Regions from separate parts of the Mus musculus genome. Here region 2 is linked to region 1. The links are chromatin contacts, called in public HiChIP or PLAC-seq maps. All regions are on one chromosome and are shown on one strand. The core of a region is the stretch at or near the end of the contact, and the rest is flanking DNA. Distances in the headings are between cores, read along the strand shown.

Region 1 (6,079 bases), core at 1,053-3,552:
TGTATGTCTCAGTACCCGTGCGTCCCAGTACCCGTGCGACTCAGCACCGTGGCTGGACCCTGGACCTGTATGGATCCTAGCCGTGGGCACAGGGAAGTGCAAGTTTACCCACTTTGCCTGCTCCGCCTTACAGCAGTCACCCTGAGAAACGGAAGCTCTCTGGATGAGGAAATCACGGCTACCAGTCAAAATGAGAGGAATGGGGATAGAAGCCAGGGCCACCCCATCTTATTTCTACTAGGTACTCTGGTCATGGTAGAAATGGCTGGGGCAAATGTAACTCTAGCCAGGATGGGGCATGACAGCCAGAAAATAGCAAGTGAGGTGGCAGTCAGAGCTGGCTCTCACACCTGTGGTGATGTTGCTAGCAAGAACAATTTACCAGCAATGGCCACAGTTAGGGTACCTGTGGCCAGTAAGCCAGCGGCAGTGTTAAAGTCAGTCACACGCTGGGGCTCAGAGCAGCAGCACTGGTGACACAGGTGGCACCATTAACCACGGCCTCAGTGACAACAGCTGTTCCTCACCGAACACACAGCCCATGTCGACCTTATAACCAGGGAGGGGACAGGAGGGACACTGCTGGAAGACAATGGTTGTAGCTCCCCTGGCAAGGCTGGGACCTGCCTGGCTGATGTCGGGGCCGGCTGTGGGGCTGCTAGCTAGGCAGGAAGCTGGTGGGAGGGCGGAGAAGGAAGTGACTTGATTAGTGCCGCCACCGAGATAGCCTGCCCTGGCCACAGACAGCAAGTCCGGAAGGGGGTGAGGTCAGTGGGCCACACGTGGTGGGCAGCCAGGCCTGGGGCCCCTCTCGGGCTCCACCTGCACTTCCCACTGGATGTCCTGTTGTCTGTCCACTGCCTACAGTGTCTACTGAGAGCTCCTTGGGATGAGACTTTGTGGTAGGCAATGGACTCTCCCAAGAGGCCTGCTCAGTTCTCCCCAGAGCTGTCCATCTTGTCTGCCTCAGTTTCCACATCTGTAATGGGGTACCACAGTGCCTCCTGCTGCCTGGAGAGTATACTCTCGTGTCTTTTGAGAATTCGTCTGGGCTCTGTTTTTACCCACACAACAGCCAATGGGACCTGCTCCCAGAGCAGACCCATCTGTCACACCTGGTCTCCTACTTCTCCTGATGCTGTTACACCAGCTGTGCCTTTGGACCATTCATCAGGAGTCAGAAAGAACTCTGCGAGAGTCCTGGGCACTGGACCACATAGCTACATCCCCATGTCTTGGCCACTTTTCTGTCCCTTGGTGATTGGCTGCCATTGTAGCTGCTGCTCACTCAGATGAGGTCCTCAACCCCAAGATGTGTGGCAGGACACATAGCATGTGTCATGGGCCAGATGCTCACTGTATGAGAAGAAAGGAGGAGGGGGAGGCAGCATGGGGAGGAGGGCAGTTTGTGAGAGTCCCCTCCTTTGCAGTGTCTGAGGCCCAAGGCTCAAGAACAGTTGTTATGGCTAGCCTAGGACTCAGGTGGATAGAGCCAGCAGGCAGCCAGGGTGCCCATCCCCACCTGCCAGCCATCCCCCCATGGCCCATGCTGACCTTAGGCTATGACCTCTAACCCTTGTTTGCAGAACAATCACTTGCATACCACCATAGTGCCCCCCCCTTGATGGGGTCCCCTACCTCTGAGCCCCCTTCCTCCTCACCCTGCAGTGAGATCCAGCTGTGTACACTCAGCTGAGACTTATCATGGTGTCTTTTGCTCCAACACACTATCACTGGGTGGCTGGTGGTGTGTTGGCTTAGGGAGTCTCACTCCGACGCCATCTAGAATCATCTCTGGCCTTGGACTCGGAGGGTGGTTGTATTTCCTATACATTCCAGGAGGTCAAGGCCATCCTTGTGTCTTTCCAGGCCCTGAGGGTGCCTGTCCCCCACCCCCAAGGTACTCAGTGACTATTCAGGAAGAACATGCCCGATGAACATGCCCGACAGTAAAGATACAATTTCCTTAGGTCTTTTCACCATGTTCTAGCTTCAGATTGTTCATAGCAACCCTGGGGTCTCAGAAAAACAGGAGTCTTCAAAGGGGTTCCAAGGTAGTAGGCTGGGCTCTGAAGCTGACCCCAGAGTGACCCCTATCATCTACCAGTGCCCCCTCCCCTGCTGACTAATCTTAGACAAACAGGCCTATCACTTGCCACGCCAGGCCCCATGATAACGCAAAATAGCTGGAATGATTTTTCCCACCCACACATGCAAGCCAGTCGGTTGTGGGGAGGGGAGCATGGCCAGCTATCGGCCCATCTCCCAGGCTGTCCATCAGGACGAGCAGTCCTGCCTCGGCCGCCAGATAACAGGCCTTGAGGTTCACACAGAAACCCCGGGCCTGCAAGATTAGTCAGCCGGACACAGTCTAGATAACAAGTTACCGCTCCACGGGAGGGAGGGGTCCTGTCTCCTGGTTCCCTGGGACCCTAGGCAGGATATCTGGCTGGAGCCTCCGACAGGAAATGGCCACCACCACCTCCTGTGGCCCTAGCAGCAGCCCCTTGCACCCCGAGACCCCAGGATGCTCTACCACTGATCCGTTCTCCCAGGCAGGTGATCAAAGCCGACCAGTGCCTTTCAGCATCTTCACGGTGCAGCCAAGAATTCTGGGCCTCGGTGTGGCTTGGAGGTGAAGTGCTTTCCTGGCTAGCTTGAGAGCTGGGATCCCATCCCCAGCACCACAAGACAAGGCTGTGAGGGCTGGTTGTCCACAAGGTCTATGGCTCATAACCTGGACCCTGACTGTCTGTGCCCTGAACTCTTACCCCCGTGTCCCCTCCCCCCATTACCATAACCCTAAGGCTCCATTATGCCATGACCCCAGTGCCTCAGGACCTCTGCACACCCAGCTCCTTGCCTGAATACCTCCCTGTATCCTAATGTGCCTTTCAGCCGTCAGCCTAGAGATGGGGTCCTCTCCAGTGCTGCCCCTTGCTCTCCCACTTGGCCTTGACACCCTGGCACCCCCTGTACTGGCTGACACTGTTCAGGGACATACTGGCCTGATCCAGGGCCAGGCTTCTTGGCCCTGCCTCTAGGAGTTGGGATGGGCTGATTGGCTCTTGCTCAGATCATAGCAGCTCCTGGAAAGAGTTCTGGGCTCCAAGAAACTCCTGGGCGGAAGAGACAACAGTTCTTCCCACCCTAGCTGGGCTCCCTCAGGCCAGGACTGTGGGGTCAGCCAGGAGCCTTGGTTTCAACTGTCAGGAGCCACAGGGCTCCCCTTCCCTGCTCTGCTTTGTCTGTGGAGCTTGGAGGTGGCAGACTTACAGGTCCTAACTCTTCCTAAGGGCCATGTGCTCCAGTCACGTCTTTTCCAAAAGTGTGCATGGGAGGGTGCTGCCCCATTCCTAGCCAGTGCTCTCCCCTTCCACAGCCTCCTCAGGATTTGGCCAGATCTCCACCTAAGCGCCTCGACACTCCCATGGCATGCCTGTCTATTCTCTCTGTCCCTGGAAGAGGCTGGAAGGCCTGCCTGCCTGCCTGCCCATCTATCTGTCTGTCTGTCTGTCTGTCTAGACCCTCCCAGAAGGCCAGGATGGGGCTGTTCATCTAGCCTGTGTATCCTCACATGGATTCGGGGCAGTGAGCCTGGAGGGCTTCAGGTGGCTCTCCTGATGCCCCTGCTTCACCTGATGCCCCTGCTTCACCTGGAGGGCTTCAGGTGGCTCTCCTGATGCCCCTGCTTCACCTGATGCCCCTGCTTCACCTGGAGGGCTTCAGGTGGCTCTCCTGATGCCCCTGCTTCACCTGATGCCCCTGCTTCACCTCCAGGGCTTCCAGAACTGAGACCTGGGTCCTGCCTGGACATGGATGGTCTTGGGTCACCTAGCACGGTCACATGGGGCTAATGTGCTTGGGGTAGCCTTCCCAAGTCACTCTGATGGCCTCTTGCTCCCCTCTGCCTTCCCCTTTATAGTCTGCCTCAAGTTCAGGCTCTGCCCCTGGACCCTGCTCTCAGACAGCAGTGACTAGAATAAGCTCTGGGCTCAAGACACCCATAGGACAGAAGAAGGCTGCTGAAGTCCCGCTGACCCTTGTCCCCACTGCTAGCATTCCTACTGACAGCTAGTGGAACACTCTGGGCCTCTGCACTCATTTTATAGGAAAGCACACCTCAGGGATGGGTTGGGGCCACCATAGTGACTCAGTTGCCCTTCCAGACAGACCCTCAGAGGAGGCTGGAGAGACTCATTACAGATGGAATACTGGCACAGGCAAACAGCACACAGTTGGTGTACTGATGGCATGCATGAAGCCTTTGGGGGCACCTGGGAAGGTTACAGTCCCTCTGTGTCCCAAACCTCCCCAGTTCTATGTAGTCCTTTGGAAGGAACTGGGTGGTCTATCGATTCCTTTGCTGAAGCTGGCCCTGGAGGAATCCCTAGAAAGAGGACCCACTGTGATACCTGACAGCAGTCTCCAGCCCTCCAGCCCTGTTTACTTTTGCTCCTTTGAGCCACTTGCTCAAGACCAGGCAGGGTGGGGGCTGGGGGAAGGTGACAGGGCTGGTGTGTTTGCAAGTCTCCTGACTTTAAGGGCTGGTGATAGGAGGCGTATGACACTGGGGGCACCAAGCTCCTGGGACAAGTCTCCACATGCCATAGCAAGGTGGCCATGCAAGGTTACAGATTGACTTCCAGGCCATAGCTGGATTTGAAACAGCCATCACTCTTGCAAACAAAGTCATTTCAAAGATGACAACTCCGACTCTCTCCTTCTAATCTATCCTTCCTCCCAGTTAGAATTCAGCCGCGAGCTGAGGGAAGCCCAGCTTGGGGCTCAACCTGGGGAAAGTTTGTGTAGAGTTCAGCTCTGGACCAGAGTGGTCTGTGGCCCATCAGGCCCAGGGTGTGTCCCTGCTGTGCCTCAGGGACACATAAGCCCTCCCGGCTCAATCCCCTCACCTGCTGGGCCCAAATCCACAGGCCCTGGGCTACCACCTCTCTACTCCCGCCTCCTTAGACTCATGGACTGTTCTGGCTCCAAGTCCTCTGGACCTTGCATGCATTCCTTTCTTGTGGGCTCCCCTCTCTGGCACCTCAGGCCCATCGTGGTCACCCTCAGCCTGCAGAGCCCCGAGCAGGGCCACCTGTTTTGTGCACTTACGGGCTTTGGTCACATGCTCTCTGAAGACACTTTCCTGGCATGCTCCTTGGGTTTTATAATCTACATAGGGCTACAACATTCCCTCTGCCCAGAGGAGAGTACTGAGACCACACCGTGGGGTCACTGCAAAGCTGGACCCTGGGCAGTGTGTGGCTATCAGAGCTGCAAACATAGCATTGCCTGTCTGATGCAGATGTAATAGAAAATCAGCCACTTAGGGGGCTTATGAACTTGCTCATACCTCCCTGTGAGGAAAACCAGGCTGTCTAGTGGCTGACAAGTTGGAGGCCACAATGTCTCTCCCCATCTCTATTTTACAGACCATGAAACCAAGGTCCTGAGGTCAGTAGTCCATTCCTAGACACTCCACAAAGCTAGGCTCCTGCCTCTCACAGCAGCAGCATCAAAGAAGAGTGGCCAGTACCCGGCAAGATACAGAACTCTTGACAGTGGGTGAAAACTCCACTGTGAATGACCCAGACTGTGGAGTGCTACCATCACTGAGTACCAGGCAGAGGCAGCAGGGAGCCAGGGGCAGAGACAGAAGCAGGAGATGATAGGAGATCATGACAGTGATGGTGATATTGGCAACCTTGGGGTACACTCTAGTGTGGGTAAAGCAAGGAAGACTATAGTTGGGTCTGCAGCAGTCAGCCAACTGCTCCTGGGCATCACCACAGCATTGGAACTCGGGGCCAAGTCGGGGTTCCTTGAGGGGGGGGTGCCTTTTTTCTTTTTCCCATTTTGAGTGTGTGCATGCGTGCGTGAATATGTGGGCCTAAGGCTGATGCTGGAAGTCATCCTTCATTGCTTGTCCACCTCATTCACTGAGGTGGGAGGGGGGTGTCTCTCAAGCAGACAGAGGTCATTAACATGGCCCAGCGCTGCTAGCTAGCTTGCACTGGGAATCCCTGTCTCTGCCTGGAACTATGAAAGATACCTCTTAGGCAGGATGCCTGGGACA
Region 2 (6,079 bases), core at 1,913-4,412, 710 kb before region 1:
GCAACCACATGGTGGCTCACAACCATCTGTAATGGGATCTAATGCTCTCCTCTGGTGTGTCTTAGTCACACATATAAAAAAAAGTGTTCAGTTTATTGGCATTAAGTACATTCACTTGTACACATATATGTGTGTGTGTGTGTATGTACATGTATATATGAACTAGGTATTAGAGTATTGTTAATTTGCTGGTATTTTTTAGAAAGTGTTTTCCTTTTTTTTATTACTTATAAAAGTTACATTTAGCGTTGCTCACTTGTTTGTATAGAGTTCAGAGGTCAACTTTCAGAAGTTAGTTTTCATCTTGTGTATCCTGAGGATTGACTTTAGGTTGTTATGCATAACCAGTTGCTGAGCTATCTCTCTAGCTCTGAAAAGTGAGGTTTTGATGGCGGCCATATGCTTTTAAATGCTACAGCAAGAGTGCAGTGCAAACACAAGAGTCAGGCTGCAGCACTCATGCTTGCCAAACACACTTTTACTTATTTATTTTTTTTACCCTTTTAGTAATAAAAATATTGGAAAAATATTTTTTGGTGCTTTTTTACTTTATTTTGGTTTCTTTTTTTTTTTTTTTTTTTTTTTTTTTAAAGATTTATCAGACACTCCAGAAGAGGGAGTCAGATCTTGTTACAGATGGTTGTGAGCCACCATGTGGTTGCTGGGATTTGAACTTTGGACCTTCGGAAGAGCAGTCGGGTGCTCTTACCCACTGAGCCATCTCACCAGCCCCTTATTTTGGTTTCTTATTTAAAAGTTCATAAGACTATGGTGAGACCAAAGAAAATCATGTTGCTTCTTTTTTCCTTTTTTTTCCTTTTCCTTTTTGTACTACTGGGAATTGAACGTGGGGCCTTACATATAGCAGGTAAGTGCTCAACCATTGAGTTCTGACCCTAGCCATCTGTTGTTTGTTTCTATCCCCTTCTTATAGCTTTCCCTCCCTTCTCTGTCTGTCTGTCTGTCTTTTTACATTTTTTTGGAGATAAGGGTCTTACACTGTAGCCCTAGGTGGCCTGGAATTTTGGTCTGTAGCTCAGGCTGCCTGTGAGCTCTTCTGCCTCCCATGTTCTGGGTAGTGGCATGCACTACCATACCCTGGCTCATACTGTTTCCTAACACTTTGTAGATGTTGATGGACGAGGCTTCTGCCTGCTACCCCCACTCTTCAAGCCTCATGTGTTTCAGCAGGTTACCACATCTTATATTCTAGTCTGTACAGGCCTATGAATGTTTGTCACATGCTTTGTAATAGTGTAAGGTGAATGCCAGCATAATGTGGAGCCAAGAGCATGACTTCTACTCCTCAGCTCCTGTAGTGACTCAGACAGACTTAAGGAGCAAGGAGAGGCCCGGGACACTACAGGGAATTCCAGACTGTGGTAAAAGCATGCTAGGCTGGGGTGATGGTAGAGTACTTAAGTGTTTAGCATGTGTAAGTTTCCAGATTCAGTTCCCAGTACCACAAAAAATAACGTAAGAGCAAAAATCCACTTGCTATAAATCCTAGAGAATTTACTTCTGGTTTTCTTTTTTTCTTTCTTTTTTGTTTGTTTTTCCCATTGAGACACACATGTATTTTGCACACAGTCTGGACATTCTGGAACATTCACAGCCACCCTTAAGGCACACGGTGACTTGTTGGGTCATGTACACTCCACTCAAACACAGGTTTCTCACCCCCCCGCCATCTTTTCCCACTTCTGGTTTTCATAGTCAATATTTTTATTAGTAATTACTAAATTACAGAGTATGCAGACGGATTTTTTTTTTCTGTGCATACAAACACACACAGAGTTGTAGATATACAGTAATTGCTTTTTAAAAACCTGTCTTGGAGCCTGGTGGTGGTGGGACACTCCTTTAATCCCAGCACTGGGGAGGCAGAGGCAGGTGGATTTCTGAGTTCGAGGCCAGCCTGGTCTACAGAGTGAGTTCCAGGACAGGCAGGGCTACACAGAGAAACCCTGTCTCAAAACAAAACCCCCCCCAAAAAAAAAAAAAGAATGCACTGGCTCGCCGGGCAGTTTTATATTTTTATTTTTTTAAATGATGTGTGTTTATGATTATTTGATATATGTGTGTAGATATCCCCAGAAGCTAGAAAATGACAGAACCCCTGGAACTAGATCTTCAAATCCAGCTTAAAAGACTCTATGTATCTCCTGTGTGTTCTGCTTTTCTTGAATTCATTGTGGGTCAGATGTTTGAAATCCACGACTACCTGGTAACCTGAAAGTGAAAGGTTTTGCAAGGCTGGGGATTGCGTTTTACTTGGATTTGATAGCACTTCTGTCTCTGCCTAAAAAGTGCTGATGAGTTCCTGATATTCATGTGTATCAAGGGAATGGGTTTGCCTCTGTGTAGAACAGTGCCTGAAAAGGCAGAAGGGAACATGAAATAAAGCATTGCATAAGTGTGCATAGGATCCTTGAGTTCAGTCAGCTTTACTACCAGTAAATGCACTTAGACTCAAGATCAGAAGTGGGTCTGGATGCAAGGGAAAAGTGGTTCTTGGATAGTCCAAATGGATGGGAGAGAAGAGCAGCTTTGTGTTTTGGTGGTACTGGCTGTGGCCTGGGCTCTGGTGGGTGGCTGGTCATATAGGCAGTGGTACATAGAGCCTCTTTACTTAGGAACCAAACCACTGTTGCTCCAGTGAAAAGACCTTTTATGGAGACTTATCCCTAAAGGCTTTGTGTGTGTGCTTTTGTAACTACTGGGCTGGGGAGCCACGCCTAGCTGAGTCAGGACAGTGTTGCAACTTGCCTGCCCCAACTGGTTAGAGGCAGGTGTGCTGGTTGGATTTGCCTCTCCTGATGTGCCAGGTTTTGGTTTGTATTTTTTTCCTGTTGGCTTGTGAATTACATTGTTACACAGCAATCACTTTTCTGTTCTATAAATAGTCTAGAACCAGAGGATAGTAAGAAATACTAACATTCTTGTAGTAAGAGCTGTGATTCTGCCTGTGTGAGGAAGAGTGACCATCCTGCTTGTGGATTATTAAGGCTATGGCATAGAGTGTTTGGGTTTGATTTGTGTTGTACAGTTTTTTTATTGACAGAAGAAGAGAATATGAATGCATGAATATGGGTGTGCATGAGTATGGGTGTGCATATGCCACAGCTCGTGTGTGGAGGTCAGAGGACAACTGGGGAGAGTGAGCTCTCTCCTTTCACAATGTGTGCTCTGGGAGTTGACATCAAGGTACAAATGTCCTTGCTGAGCCATCTTGCCAGCCTCTTTGTACATGTGTTTGTGTGATTAGTTGAAGTACTGAGTTGGAGTTCTTTTTTCTTTTCCTTTGCTCTTGAAACAGGGCTTTATGTAACTGGCTGTCCGGGGACTCACTGTGTAGACCAGGCTGGCCTCAAACTCATGGATTCACCCACCTACCTCTCTCTGATTCTCCAGTGATTGGATTAATTAAAACCCATGGTGGGACACTATGCCCGGCTTTAAAAACAGCAACAGCAGCAACAACAACAAGAACAACAAGAACAAACCAACTCCTAGTCTTGTGTAACTCGCGCCCTCAGTCTTTATTCTGTGGAACTGGCATTGGAGCACTGGTCCTCCCGCCTCCGCTTCCCAGGCATTGGGGTGATGCTGTGTGCTGCCACGCCTGGCTTCGAGATTTTTTTTCTAGATAGAAATGTTTATTGCTCATAAGTAATTTTCATATTCCTGATGTGAATAATGATTTACTTTAGAATTGAAGGTAAAATCAGTTCCATGTGGGTGGTGAATAAAAAATTAGCATTAATGTTATAGATACGGTCTACTTGGTTCCTTGTCAAAATTCCTTGCCTGACTTCAATATTTCATTGTAATAGAGAACAATATATAAAGCTGGGAGTTTTATGTTTTCTTCCTGGTTGCTATAGAAACAGCTGAGGTGTTAGTGACTGCTGATGCAGTGCTGGGTTGTGGGCCTTTCCACTTCCCACTTCCCTGGAGGGAGGGAGGGAACATCTCACCTGACGGTCACAAGAACATCAGAACCTGCTCCATTAGAGAGAAGTCACATTCTCTCCTTATCTAGGTGCTGTTTGTCAGCTTTGTCCTCCAGTGGAGTGCTCATGGCTTTCTTCTTACCTGGGAGTTAGTTTGTATGTCTAGCTCCAGTGGCTATTCAAGAATGTTGTAGGTTTTTTCTCTTCTGTAAGATAATCCTGCAGAGAAAGCAATCAGGAGAGTCTATTGAAAAATGACTTCATGAATAACATGTAAAATTAGTCCCCAGTTGTGAAGTTTCCCAATAAGCCATTTGCCCCCCTGTACTACCCAGGTGTACTATTCAGTGTCTATTCAAGAAAGGAGAGAGAAAATTAGTAAGGGTTGAGTTCATCTGCATGAATTCTTGTTTAAAGGCTAACTTTAATATTGTTTTTTAGAAATCCTCATGGATGCTCATTCAAAGGTTTATTTATTTATTTTCTAATTTATTTTTATTTTATGGTCATTGGTGTTTTGCCTGCATATATGTCTGTGTCAGATAGCCCTGGAACTGGAATTACAAACAGTTCTGTGTTGTCCTGTGGGTGCTGGGAATTGAACCCGGTTCCTCTGGAAGAGCAGTCAGTGCTCCTAACAACTGAGACATCCCTACAGTGCTCTGATTGACTTGTTTTTGAGACAGGGTTTCTCTGTGTAGCCCTGGCTGTCTTGGAACTCACTCTGTAGTCCAGGCTGGCCTCGAACTCAGAAATCCGCCTGCCTCTGCCTCCCAAGTGCTGCAATTAAAGGTGTGATCCACCACTGCTGGGCTTTTACTTTATTATTATTACTGTGTATGGTGTGTATATAAGTGTGTGTGTGTGTGTGTGTGTATGTGTATGGTGTGTATATAAGTGTGTGTATGTATGTGTGTGTGTGTGTGTGTGTGTGTGTACACACATGTGGAGGTCAGAAGACAAATTTGGGCAATCAGTTCTTCCATCTTGAGTTTGAACTCTGGTGGTCAAACACCTTTAACCTGCTCAGCCATATTACTGCACTTTAAATTTTAAGAGTTTTTTTGAATTTCTGTTGATGAATTTTGGGCCATTATGTATGTTTTGGAAGTTAAAGCTGGTGACGTATTTTAATTTGTAAATCTGCACTGTGTTAAACTTATTAAAAGAACAACTCTTGGACTATAGTAATTGTTTGAAACTCTGGGGTAGTTTATAGTGACATTTGGTAGGATGAGCAGTAGGTCATGAAAGCACAAACTGTGCTCTCAGGTTCTGCCCTTGGACCAGTGCCTGCATGGCTGGTGCCCCTTTGGCCATCTATGCTAATGTAGTTTGTGTATGGAAGGTGGCAGGAGGATATGTTGCGTGGGGGTCTGTTTGTTTTTAGCTGCTGTGTGATGAATTACAAATGCGGTTGTTTGAAAGAGCACACAGCTGTGTGGGTTGAGAGGCTGAGTGCACCTCATTCTTTCAGGCACTTGGCCCAGGTCTGGCAGGTCACACCAGAGGCTTTCATGAGAGGCTGCACTGAAGCTCCCTCAGGTTGCTGGCAAATTCATCTCCTGGTTGTAGGACTGAAGTTCCTGTTTTCTTACTGGCTGTCCCTGTGGGCATCTCTTTTGACTCTTTTTCAGCCTTTCAGTACTTTTGCCACCAGTGTGCTTGCAACACAGCAGTTTACGTATAGCCTGCAGCACAATCTTTTATTCTCTTTGCTAAGAATGAGCTTTAACTCACACAGTGCAGTCCTGGGAGGAACATTGCAGCCACTTTGCTGTTCTGGTCCAATCTTGGGAGAAAAATTAGCATTTCCTGTGCCTTGTTCTAATGGTCCAGCTGCTGCCCTGCACTTGAGGGACGTTGTCCAGAGAAGCATCATGTGGTGCATTGCTGGGTTCCCAGTGGCTGTTTGACTCCCGGGGTTCTGCTTGCATAAAACTTTTTTCTCTGAATTCTCCCATGTGGACTTCAAGTGTTTCTTGAGTATGGATGAGAGAGAGAGTCCTAACAGATGGCCACATGGCGGGGGAAAGGTCACTCTGGCTGCACTGTTAGTGCCCTTGCCATGTTTACCTCTATGTTTCACATTCTGAATTGTGCTATTTGCCTCCTGTGTTTGT

Evidence for each region. HiChIP or PLAC-seq counts read pairs in DNA pulled down with a chosen protein or histone mark.
Region 2: a FOXA1 HiChIP or PLAC-seq map of pancreatic cancer cells shows a contact between it and region 1. The contact joins two enhancer-like sites. A contact is called at or near these places in 1 of 39 promoter capture datasets (liver) and 1 of 115 datasets of contacts at active chromatin or transcription factors (pancreatic cancer cells).

The regions. Positions count from the first base shown.
Region 1 is chr8:122,309,739-122,315,817 of GRCm38.p6, reverse strand. All of the region lies in intron 3 of Zfpm1 (zinc finger protein, multitype 1), which reads right to left. Among named protein-coding and RNA genes, the nearest start is that of Gm39269, 28 kb to the right of the region's middle. RefSeq lists enhancers at 624-880, 2,156-2,555. Within about 2 kb of position 2,302, at least 31 of the 459 cell types and tissues checked have an H3K27ac peak or open chromatin away from gene starts, as enhancers often do. A contact at or near this core is called in pancreatic cancer cells, where this site is marked.
Region 2 is chr8:123,018,139-123,024,217 of GRCm38.p6, reverse strand. The region is part of intron 1 of Ankrd11 (ankyrin repeat domain 11); the gene reads left to right. Among named protein-coding and RNA genes, the nearest start is that of Ankrd11, 21 kb to the left of the region's middle. Within about 2 kb of position 3,162, at least 115 of the 459 cell types and tissues checked have an H3K27ac peak or open chromatin away from gene starts, as enhancers often do. A contact at or near this core is called in pancreatic cancer cells, where this site is marked.